Linked DNA regions of Mus musculus: region 1 is linked to region 2. Evidence: chromatin contacts called from public promoter capture Hi-C data. All regions are on one chromosome and are shown on one strand. The core of a region is the stretch at or near the end of the contact, and the rest is flanking DNA. Distances in the headings are between cores, read along the strand shown. Region 1 has its middle 7.9 kb from the start of Gm24861. Region 2 holds the start of Btg3 (BTG anti-proliferation factor 3).

Region 1 (5,763 bases), core at 530-3,029, 260 kb before region 2:
TGCAGCTAGAGACAGGAACTAGGGCAGTTGGAAGTCCAAGTCCCGTTTATAGAGACAGCTTTGGAATGCGTACTGAATCTCTGTACTGCAGTGGCCACTAGAGGGCGCATCAAACGACAGTCTCAGAGAGACCCTGCCAGCCTTTTCCTTTTGCCCAGCAAAACAGGTGCCTTTTCCTCTTGGTTTGTTTGCCCTGATTACATATTAATGCACTCTCTGAAGCACCCTTTTTCACACTTTGTGCTTCAGATAATTCTTTTCATATTTCACACTCCAAGACTGTCTTAATCCTGAGTTCCAATTGTTTTAGTTAATTGAGACCACAGGAGTAAAAGAATGATCATTGGCTGGTGTCTTTCTCTTCTCATGAACCTGAATTTTTAACCGTGTGTGTGTGTGTGTGTGTGTGTGTGTGTGTGTGTGTGTGTGTATGTGTGAGAGAGAGAGAGAGAGAGAGAGAGAGAGAGAGAGAGAGGGAGATGTATATTCATGCATGAATATATGTGTGTATAAATATGTATTGAGTATGAATGTGTGCATATGTGTATGTGAAAATGTGAATATACATGTAGATACATGTATATATGTGAAAGTGTGTGCCTGTGTAAGAATATGAGTCTGTGTATGAATGTATGTATATTTGTAAATACATATTTGAATTAGCATATTCTGAGCATCTATGTGGATAAATGGATGGATGTGTGTGTGAATGTGTAAACGTAGGTATGCAGGTATAGGTGTATACACGCACATGACATAGCAATGATGTAGAAATTGGAGAACAACTTCGGGTGCTGGTTCTTCCGTCCTCCCACCTTGTTTGAGGCACGGTCTCTTGCTCTGTGCAGCCCAGACGGGCCAGCTTGACCAAGAACACAGTAGGGTGATTATGAGTGTTTCAAGCTGGATGTGGTGGAATACACACAGTAAAGGCAGGAGACACTATATTAGCTCTCTGGAATCATTGGCTCCCTAGACAAACAAGCTTTATAGAACTTTCTGCTTTGTGCTTGCTGAAAAGTTATCTTCCAAACCAGTCACAGACCAAGGCAATACAGCTCAGACTCGTCACGTGTGTGCAGTCGCCATTACAATTGAGAACTTCTCCCTTCCCCTGTGGTCAACTCGCGTCAAGTTCATAACTCTACAGCAGGCATGGAAAAGAAGATTTGCTTCCTTTCTCTTCCTTGTTTTCCTCTCTATTTCTTCTCCACGGGTCAAGCCTAGGAAAGAGAATTTGGCAGGAAAAGGCATAGCTCTTTTTAGGTGGCACAAGTATGACCTTGTATCACAGTCCTCTGTTGGGCTACGCCATATTGTTCTCTAAAGGACACCTTCCCATTGGGCTGTGCCAACAGCGTTTCCCACTGGGATGCATCAACTGCCTTTCCCACTGGGCTGTGCCAACTGTGTTTCCCACCGGGATGCACCAACCACCTGCCATGCAGCTGGCCACTACTCCTCTCCTCTCACTCCTTCACAATTGCCTTCACCACGCGGCTCTCTCTGGAGTAGGGTTTGGGTCTGTTCTCAATGTTCAGAAAGCTTTAACGAGCACCACACAACCACTCCTCTATCTACACCTCAGCACTTTGCTTCCTAGCCGACACTTCGGCTCCTAAGGGAAGACCCACCTCCAGCCATCACCTATCACCGCTAGCTTCCTCAGGCACAAGCTAACTGTGATTCTGGTCTTCCTTGAAGAAGACCCAAGCACACCTAGGGACCAAACCAGTAAGCAACATTCCTCCGTGGTCACTGCCTCCTCTGCCGCCTCCAGTTTCCTGCTTTGGCTTCCTTTGATGACAGACAGAAACCTGTAAGCCACAAATGACCTTTCCCTCCGTAAGTTGCTTTGGGCCATGGTGTTTATCACAGCGACAGGGAAACAATCCAGGAGGAAGACTTTTGTTAAAACTCAAAAGCAAGGGAACTCATCATATGTCCTTACGTGGCTGTGAGAAACCTACTTTACTCTTTGAAATTCTATTTTGAAAGTCCATAAAATGAGGCCCCTTCCCAGCACCTACTGCACTAGGCTTTGGTACAAACTAAGTGTTATGAAGCAGAATTGGGCAGCCAGAGAAGCAAAAGTAAGACCACATTACCTCTCCATGGGAACCCACTATGGCTCTAGTAAAAGAACAGCCTCAAAGCTCAGGAACGGGAAAAGTCACTTTCCTTTCCTCATTCCTAACACAGAGCTTACAAGTCCTGTGATGGCTTGAGTGAGAAAGGCTCATCATATATTTCAGGCTTGGTCCCCAGCTGATGGACTTTTTGAGAAGGATTAGGAGGTGTGTCCTTCTTACAGGAGGTGAGCTGCTGGGGGTGGACTTTAAGGTTTCAAAAGCTCTCTCTCTCTCTCTCTCTCTCTCTCTCTCTCTCTCTCTCTCTCTCCCTCCCTCCCTCCCTCCCTCCCTCCCTCCCTCCCTCTCTCCCTCCCACCCTCTCTCTTCTCCTGCCAGCTTCCTTTAATAAAAGTTACCTCGGTCGTAGTATCTCTGCATGCCAATAGAACCATAACTACTTGATGTATTGCTTTCTGATTTCTCAAAATAACAACAGTATTAACTTACCACATAAATATAGTCTTAACATACCACACTAGCAACCTGCTGTTAGAAGCATGCATAATTGTAAAGTACCTTGATTAATAATCCTAACAGTCTTCTCACCCGAGTTAGTATGAGTGAGTTTCAGGTTGGACCATCCTGAGCGTCTCTTCTGATTCCATGCCTCATGTGACTCATGTGACTCGTGTGACTCATGTGCTGCTTGCTTTGAAGCCATTGGAGCCCCAGCAAGTAATTCCAGGCTGTGCAGCAGTCTAGTCCCCCTGCCACCACATTGAAAGTCACAGAGCAAATTCCCTGTGGAATGCTCTTTCTCCAACAGGGGATATGAGACATCAGTGAGGTAGCCTGTAACTTGCCCTCAAACCCTCTATCCAATGGGGTTATCCTAAGGCATGAACTCTCTTTAGGGCCACATGGCAGTGACCCACAAACAGAGCATGTTGAACTGCCTTCTGTCCTTCCCTGTCTCTCTTCGCCTTTCATCTACTGTGCCAGCACCAGCCTGTATATCCTAATTAAGAATGATCATTTAAATCTTATATAAGACTCTTTGTTACGAAATGTGAATGAAAAATAAAAACACGTCATAATTCATATTTCCTTTTATTCTAAACTGAATTCAGATAATCAACTTACTTTTTTAAAAAATATATAAACTCTGAGTTTGTTCTGTGATAATTTTGTATAGTAAAAGTCTATCATGCACTATGATGAATTAAGACACTTATAACCTACTCAGAGTACCACCCTAGCCCAAAAATACCGTTCCTTGCCCAGGCTTGCACTACAGATTCTCAACTGGTCTTCCTGATTCCACCCTTTGCCTCGTCAGCACATTCTCCTCATTGCTGTCAGCATGACCGCAGCAGTTGGGACATGCTAACTACCGTAAACAACCCCTTGTTCCAATGCTTCACACAGCACACATATTATTTAGACAAGCCACACAGTTAGTTCAGTGAAAGACAAAGGTCACTTGGAAGCTTGGTTCAACTGCTTTTGATCTAGTGATTTCTCTACTCTGTGAAATTTGTAGTCACAGCCCAGTCCTCTCTGACCATCACCAGCAAGAGCCTGTCATGGAAGGCTGTACACAAGAGGTTTAGGCATCTGGCCACAAAAGGACATGCATCACCTCGGCCCAGTGCTCCACTTGATGTTTTGCTTCTTGTGTCAGCTTTATGGTGATTTTGGATAAGACTAACATTTAAATTGGTGGCGTTTGGATAAAGTTAATCACCCTCCATAATGAAGGTCAGCTTCTGCCAGATAACCGAAGGCCTTAATAGACTAAAAAGACCAATTGTCTCAAGTAAGATGGAATTCTTCCGAGGATGGTCTTCAGATAACATCTGTATCAGCTTTCTTGTTCTCCAATGACCCAGCTCACATAGAAGATTTAAGACTCATAGTATTTCACAACTATATGGACAAATTCACACACACACACACACACACACACACACACACACACACACACATAGCCACATGACTAATATGCCCCCACTGACTAGAAGTTAGTCATATTAGACATAGCTCCAGGGGAGCTTTGAAACACAAGCCATTCAGACGCATGAAGAGTGACACGCAGTGACACTTAAAGCAGAGCTGACTGCACAGTTTTCCTGTGATGAATCCACCACAGTGTGTTGTCTGATGAATTCTCCTTATGGAACGCACGACCAGCTTCAAGTCTCCTAATACACTAAGCATCTCCTTTTCCCCTCCGTTTTACAGATCCATGCCCCATCACAGTTGGCGGTGACCCTTTTAGCTTTAACAAAAAATCTCTGCTACTTCAGAGACACCACTGAGAGTTAAGACTCCCTCTATATCCACACTGTATTAGTTGCTTTTTCATTGCTGGAGGAAAGATATAAGAGATAAATCCCATCATGGTGAGAAAGACATTATCGGGAAGCACAGACCAAGAAGCTGAAGCCAGCTTGTTCACATTGCACCCAATCAGGAAGCAGAGAGTGGAGGAGTAATTGGTCTCTATTCATTTTCTCCCTTTTATGAAATCTGGGGCCTCAGCCCATTGACTGGTACCATCCACATTTAGGGAAAGTCTTCCCACCTCAATCCAATAAAATCAAGAACAAGTTACACCCTATATACGAAGTCACAAAGTAAAGAGTCCCACTCCAAAGGGGAAGACTGGGGCATAGGAAGGAATTAGTGGACTAAGCAATGAAGAAGGAAGAAGAAGGAAGACCAAAGTGTGGATACTTCAGTCCTTTTAGAAGGGGGAACAAAATACCTACAGGAGGAGATACCGAGACAATGTGAGGAGCAGAGACTGAAGGAAAGGCCATCCAGAGACTGCCCCACCTGGGAATCCATCCTATATACAGTTACCAAACCCAGTCATGATTGTGAATACCAACAAGTGCATGCTGACAGGAGCCTGATATAGCTGTTTCCTGAGAGACAGGCCACAGCCTGATAAATGCAGAGGTGGATGCTTGTAGCCAATTATTGGACTGAGGACAGGGTCCCCAATGGAGGAGTTGGAGAAAGGATTGAAGGAGCAAAAGGGGTTTGCAGCCCCATAGGAGGAGCAACAATATCAACCAACCAGACCTCCCCCAGAGCTCCCAGGGACTAAACCACCAACAAAAGAGTACACATGGAGGGCCCCATGGCTCCAGCTGTAGCAGAGGATGGCCTTGTCGGGCATCAATGGGAGGAGAGGCCCTTGGTTCTGTGAAGGCTCTGTGCCCCAGTGTAGAGGAATGCCAGGGCAGGGAGGCAAGAGTGGGTGGGTGGGTGGGTGGCAGAGCACTCTCATAGAAGCAGGGGGAGTGAAGATAAGATAGGGGTTTTCAGAGAGGAGACCAGGAAAGGGAATAACACTTGAAATGTAAATAAAGAAAATAACTAATAAAAAAAAATTTTTTAAGAAAAGTAAACTACGCCAAACTGATCTCCAGCAGAGCGCAACCACCAAATCCTACAGTTCTGTGCCCAGCATCTGAGGTGACGGGCTTGGGGATTTAGATGCCTGTGACTACAGGGGACATTTCTCACTCATACTGCCACGTGATAGAATTAATTGCACATAAGAGTGACTCTGAGAGACCAGATCTATCACAAGTTTCCAGGCTACTCCCCAACAAGCTGGTACCTGGCACTTGTTTCCAGTTCTAAGGAAACTAGGAAACGGCATTGCTGGGTATCT
Region 2 (5,608 bases), core at 871-3,370:
ACACGCTTTTAATCCCAGCATTGAGAAGCAGAGGCAGGCAGATCTCAATGAGTTTCGAAGCCAGACTGATCTACAGAGTGAATTCCAGCACAGCCAGGGCTACACAGAGAAACCCTATCTCAAAAAAAGCAAACAAAGAAAAAAATTACATAGAACATTAGTCATGAGATTTTGAAATTTCCTGGCAGTTAAAAATGTTTGTAACTACCTATTTTGTGAAACTGTAGAGTTAAGAGCTGTTAGCAGTAAAACAACGTCAATGTGATTATTTGTTTTAAACGAAAGCACATCTCCGGGAATAGTCCCACGGATGTATATGACAGCACCCCCTTTAAATTGAGAAATAGCTTTAGTTTCACAATAGTAGAAGTGCTTCTCACAAAATAGAGGCATAGCACACTAGTTTTATAATGGTTTGAGGGTTTTATACTTCTGGTAAAAAATTATTATTTTTGAGGCTCACAAGGCTATAATCACCAACATAGTCTAAATAAAGCTTTAACAATTAGTTCTTGGAATGAATTTATGAAATTCCTAGGCAAATGGATGGACCTGGAGGGCATCATCCTGAGTGAGGTAACCCAATCACAAAAGAACTCACATGATATGTACTCACTGATAAGTGGATATTAGCCCAGAAACTTAGAATACCCAAGATACAAGATACAATTTGCAAAACACATGAAACTCAAGAAGAACGAAGACGAAAGTGTGGACACTTTGCTCTTTCTTAGAATTGGGACCAAAACACCCATGGAAGGAGTTACAGAGACAAAGTTTGGAGCTGAGACGAAAGGATGGACCATCTAGAGACTGCCATACCCGGGGATCCATCCCATAATCAGCCTCCAAACGCAGACACCATTGCATACACTAGGAAGATGTTGCTGAAAGGACCCTGATATAGCTGTCTCTTGCGAGGCTATGCCCCGGCCTAGCAAACACAGAAGTGGAGGCTCACAGTCAGCTATTGGATGGATCACAGGGCTCCCAATGGAGGAGCTAGAGAAAGTACCCAAGGAGCTAAAGGGATCTGCAACCCTATAGGTGGAACAATATGAACTAACCAGGAGCCCCCCACCCCCCACCCCTCAGCTGGTCTCTAGCTGCATATGTAGCAGAAGATGACCTAGTCGGCCATCACTGGAAAGAGAAAGAGTCTTGCAAACTTTATATGCCTCTGTACAGGGGAACACCAGGGCCAAGAAGTGGGAGTGGGGGGAGGGAGGGTTTGGGGGACTTATGGGGTAGCATTGGAAATGTAAATGAAGAAAATAAGTAATGAAAAAAAAAACAATGGTAATCTGCATTTTTAAATTCTCTTTTAATGAGTGTCTTGTGTTTTTCCGGCCTGTCTGACTTATCAGCTGCTTTCACAACACTAACACCTAGCTGCCAGTTCAGCCTAAGGGACGGAAAGATGGGCCTTTCTTCGGAAAGTTTATCTTCCCTCTTCTTATGTGTTTAGTCAAGGCTTAAAAGCTACCCCTCCCCCCCAAGTCCTTGAGTTAGAAGTATCTGAGAAATACAAAGCCTGGCCACTCCACTCATCCATTGGGCCATCAGTGCTGGCAGAGACACCCCGTACTCAACAGGAGGCTGCCACGGTCACATGGAGGCACGAGCTCTGCCAGCCAAGTGTCCAGGTAAGAGTTTTACCCAAGCCATCTCACGTACAGGGAGGCAGCTAGTGACCTCACGACCGGAGGGACTTGGCAAGCCCTCAGTGCCAAGCTCCCCTCCGCAGCCGCTTCGTGCAGAGGTGGGTAGGAGGGGGAGAGCCCATCAAAGCAGAATCCGGATTGAACTTGCCCTCAGGCAGCAGAGAGGCGGGCGGATCCAAGGGAGAGAGCCCCGCGTGGGGAGGAGTGGCCGAAGAGCCAAGAGGAAGCGTCCTGCCCACCCCACTGAGGGAGGCAAGGCCCTCGGGGCTCGCGCAGGAGGCACTGCGACCTCGTGCCAGCACGGCCGTCGGAGCCCAGGCTCTGCGCGCGGCCGGAGGCAGGAGCCGGCCACGCGCACCGGTGGAGGGGGGCGGGCCCGAGGGAAGCCCCGCCCCCAGGGCGCGCGGATTGGTTCTTCGCGGCGCCGGGCCTCTCCTAGTCATCGCCCCTCCCTTCTTCCGGGCCTCGAGCCCCCCGTGGGCCGCGTCGGGACTGCGTTCGCCCTGTCGGCCGCGCGCTCCGCCGCCCGCCAGTCTGGTCGGCGCGCGCTCAGCGGCGGCGGCGGCGGCCCGACGACGCAGCAGCGGCGCTCGCGCTCGGCTCCCCGGCCACGGGACGCGGTCGCACCCGGCGAGGGTGCAGCCCCCGGAGCGGCGGCGGCGGCGGTGAGGAGAGCCCGCCGGGGGTCGGAGTCGGGGACGCGGTGGCAGTGAGGAGGGCAGGCCTGGCATAAGGGGACGCGGCGGGGACCCCCGGGCATCGCGGCGGAGGGAGGTTGGGACGCGCCCGCCGCCACGTCGAAAGCGGAGCGGCCGAGGGATGCGCGGCGCGGAGGGGAGCGGCGGCGGGTCCTCGGTGGGGTTGGGACGCCTCCTCCGGCGCGTGCCACGTCGCCTGCCGCCCCCGGGGAGGCGACAGCGGGCGGGCAGGGGCAAGCCGGTTTGTTTGCACAGGTTAGACGCGGCGCGCAGGCCGTCCACTCGGAGCGCGTGGGGGGCTCTCTCCACCCGCGCCGGGCTGGGAGGGGAGCCCGATCCGGCTGCATCTGGATCCCGCTGGCCAAAGCCGCCCGGGGCGGTCAGGGCCTCTCGGCGCGACCACGCTTGCCGTCCCCTCCACCTCGGCAGCGTCCACCTGGAGAAGTTGTGGTTTCTAGAAACTGCGAGTGGCTTTTTCGTTACTGGGGAGGGGTTGGGGGGGGTGGGGGGTGGGGAGACTGCAAAGTTAGAAACTCCTAGAAGGCCGAGCTCGTGGAACAAAGTAGAACTTGAGGAGCAGCCGCCGCGGTGACGACGTCCTGGGGTGACGTCACCAAGCGGTGTTTAAAATGGGAGCTTTGGGGGACAGTGTGGGTGGCACTAGGCGCCTAAGGTCTAATCCCCCACCCCCGGTCCCCGGTGGTATTCACACCCCCCACACACCCTCCCCCGAGGTTTAGACCTTTCTCTGTGCCTTTGGTACTTCTGGAACACTGATAAGAGGGGGTTAATTCTTAAGCTATTCCATTCCTTCAAACAGAAAAATAAATAAGTCCGTATGACTCATCTTCTGTTACAAACCAAAAAGCAACCGCTAAGTGGTTCTTTCCTTCCTTAATTTTATTTTATTTATTTATTTTTTTTAATATGAAGTTGAGGAAACAAAAAGCAAATCCCCCAAACTGTTAGGTAGCACGTACTGGCCCAGTTGGTGAATGAGAGGGGTCTAGGAATCATTACATTTCTCTAGTGTGAGTCTTCTATCTTGTTTGGAGTGGAGCGTATGCGGCTCCATCTGCGACATCCTCGCCCAAGTTGTGTATTCAGTTTCAGTGGGTTTTGCTGGTCCATCACAAGGTGCTATACATGAAGTATAAAGGAAGCTTCGGAGAGCGGAAGAGGCCTCACACTGCAGGAGGAGGGAGGTGGCACAGCAGTTGTAGTAGACTGAAGTTCTATGTGCCCACCACTGGTGTGTGAGGATTCTATCTACCGGCTGACCATAGCAGTAGAGGGTGTATTAGGCATTCTAAGCATCCAAGAGGAACGTTTGGGTGTTTTCCGTCTAGGATCCGAGTGAGTAGGGCTGCCAGGACAAATCTCAGATACTATATAGAATTTCCTTCACTCTGAGGACCCTCGTTTGCATTTGCACGCAGAGTAAAAATCACATTAGACAAGAAACTTAAGAGAGCAGTTTTAGTAAATCTTTAAAAACCGGTGTTTCTTTTTTCTCTTTCATCTTTTTTTTTTTTTTTTTAATTTATAAGACCAGACTGCCAGACTGTTGTTAAGCTAGTTCACTGTATAGTCAATACATTAGGGCCCGACATTGGCGCCCAGAAAGATGACGTTACTTAGTAAATGTTGGATCAGAATATCTCCAAGTTCCATTCAGCCAAGTGAATGAGCTCATCTCAAAGCATACATATATACACACACACACATATTCAAAAGAACGCCTGATCAGCCTTTCTGGATTAATCAATGATCAATCAGATTTTCTATTTTTAAGAGTCCTTTGATGCAGCTCCAGAATGTAACTGATTATTTCATTTAATTTTTCTGTGAGTGATCCTGAATTGATGCTCTGCTTAATGCACTTTAATGCTCACTATTTCTTGTTTTAGCTCTTTAGGAAAATATACCTATACCTGAAAGAATATGTATAAAAAGCTTCAATGCTGAAAAACTTTCAATGTGTAACAATTTTATTCAAGAGTAATAGTTTTATCTCAGCAGAAAAAGAACCTTGGACTCCCTAGACTCTTGTCTCCTGCTCCTCTGCTCCTCCTGCCTGTAGGCCACCCAGTCTATTTTCTGCCTGTATAGACTCCCCTGCTCTGGACAGTTGTATATATGGCGGAAATTTTAGTGTGGTATTGTTTGTTACCTCTGCTTGCTGTGTTATAGCACGTGTTAGTGCTTCGTTTATTGTAATTACCAGTTCTGTTGTACGTGTAAGCCATACTTTATGTGTCCAGTCAGCATTTGGGGGATATTTGGAGTATTTCTACTTTGTCATGAATAATGTTGACAAGGACCTACCTTCCTTCCTTCCTTCCTTCCTTCCTTCCTTCCTTCCTTCCCTCCTTCCCTCCTTCCCTCCTTCCCTCCTTCCCTCCCTCCCTCTTTCTTTCTTTCTTGAACATATATTTTAGAATTCCTGGGCTCATAGCTGATAGAATTACTGGAAATGTCATTGCTGTTTAACCTTTTTTTTGGGGGGGGGGACGACTCCAAAACGGAGCTACGGTACCTGATTTATTTTTTACTTTATATGCGTATGAGTGCTTTGCCTGCATGGATGTACGGCTACCACGTGTGTGCCTGGTGCCCTCAAAGGCAGAAGGGAGCCCTCTGAAACTAGAGTTGCAGGTGCTTCTTAACTGTCGAGTGCTTTGGGGGAAGTAAACCCGACTCCTCTGCAGGAGGAGGACATGGAGCCTGCTCTTCAGCCCCTAGTGCTGGACTCTTCTCTTTTAAATTTCAGGTCCTTTCCCAGAACTTTACATTTTACTTAGAATTTGATTCATGTAGTGTAATATTTACTAATATTCTTTGATATTGGTTTCTGAATTTATTTCAGTTGTCAGAAGCAATATGCTGTGTTCTTCACTGAACTACTTAAAACCAAGTAGTAAGAACCCCAGGAGTATTTCCTAATAGGTCCCTGAGGACTACAAACCATTAGTAATGATTACTGGCAAGAAAAGACCAGGCAAATTGAAAGGGAACGCTGTATAGGGGCATATTTTACAGAAATTTATTTCTCTGTGTGTGTGTGTGTGTGTGTGTGTGTAGTTGCTGTTGTTGTTTGGATTAATTTGTGTTTTGTTTCTAAGAAAACATTTATCTTTACAGGGAAAAATGAAGAACGAAATTGCGGCTGTTGTCTTCTTTTTCACAAGGCTAGTTCGAAAGCATGACAAGTTGAAAAAAGAAGCAGTTGAGAGGTTTGCTGAG

Evidence for each region. Promoter capture Hi-C pulls out the DNA fragments that hold promoters and counts their contacts.
Region 1: a contact with region 2 is called in a promoter capture Hi-C map of trophoblast stem cells, with 4 times the contacts expected there. The contact joins the enhancer-like site here to the promoter of Btg3 in region 2. A contact is called at or near these places in 13 of 39 promoter capture datasets (the 3T3-L1 cell line, 3T3-L1-derived adipocytes, the C10 cell line and 8 more), 16 of 484 Hi-C or Micro-C datasets (B cells, the Ba/F3 cell line, the MNK3 cell line and 11 more), 9 of 115 datasets of contacts at active chromatin or transcription factors (craniofacial prominence, effector CD8 T cells, embryonic stem cells and 5 more) and 2 of 9 other capture datasets (adipose tissue and liver).

The regions. Positions count from the first base shown.
Region 1 is chr16:78,629,772-78,635,534 of GRCm38.p6, reverse strand. No RefSeq gene overlaps it. Among named protein-coding and RNA genes, the nearest start is that of Gm24861, 7.9 kb to the right of the region's middle. Within about 2 kb of position 1,779, at least 10 of the 459 cell types and tissues checked have an H3K27ac peak or open chromatin away from gene starts, as enhancers often do. A contact at or near this core is called in trophoblast stem cells, where this site is marked.
Region 2 is chr16:78,373,322-78,378,929 of GRCm38.p6, reverse strand. It overlaps Btg3 (BTG anti-proliferation factor 3), which reads left to right and starts at 2,120. Exons shown (of 5, transcript NM_009770.3): 1 at 2,120-2,329; 2 at 5,507-5,608. The coding sequence starts at 5,513.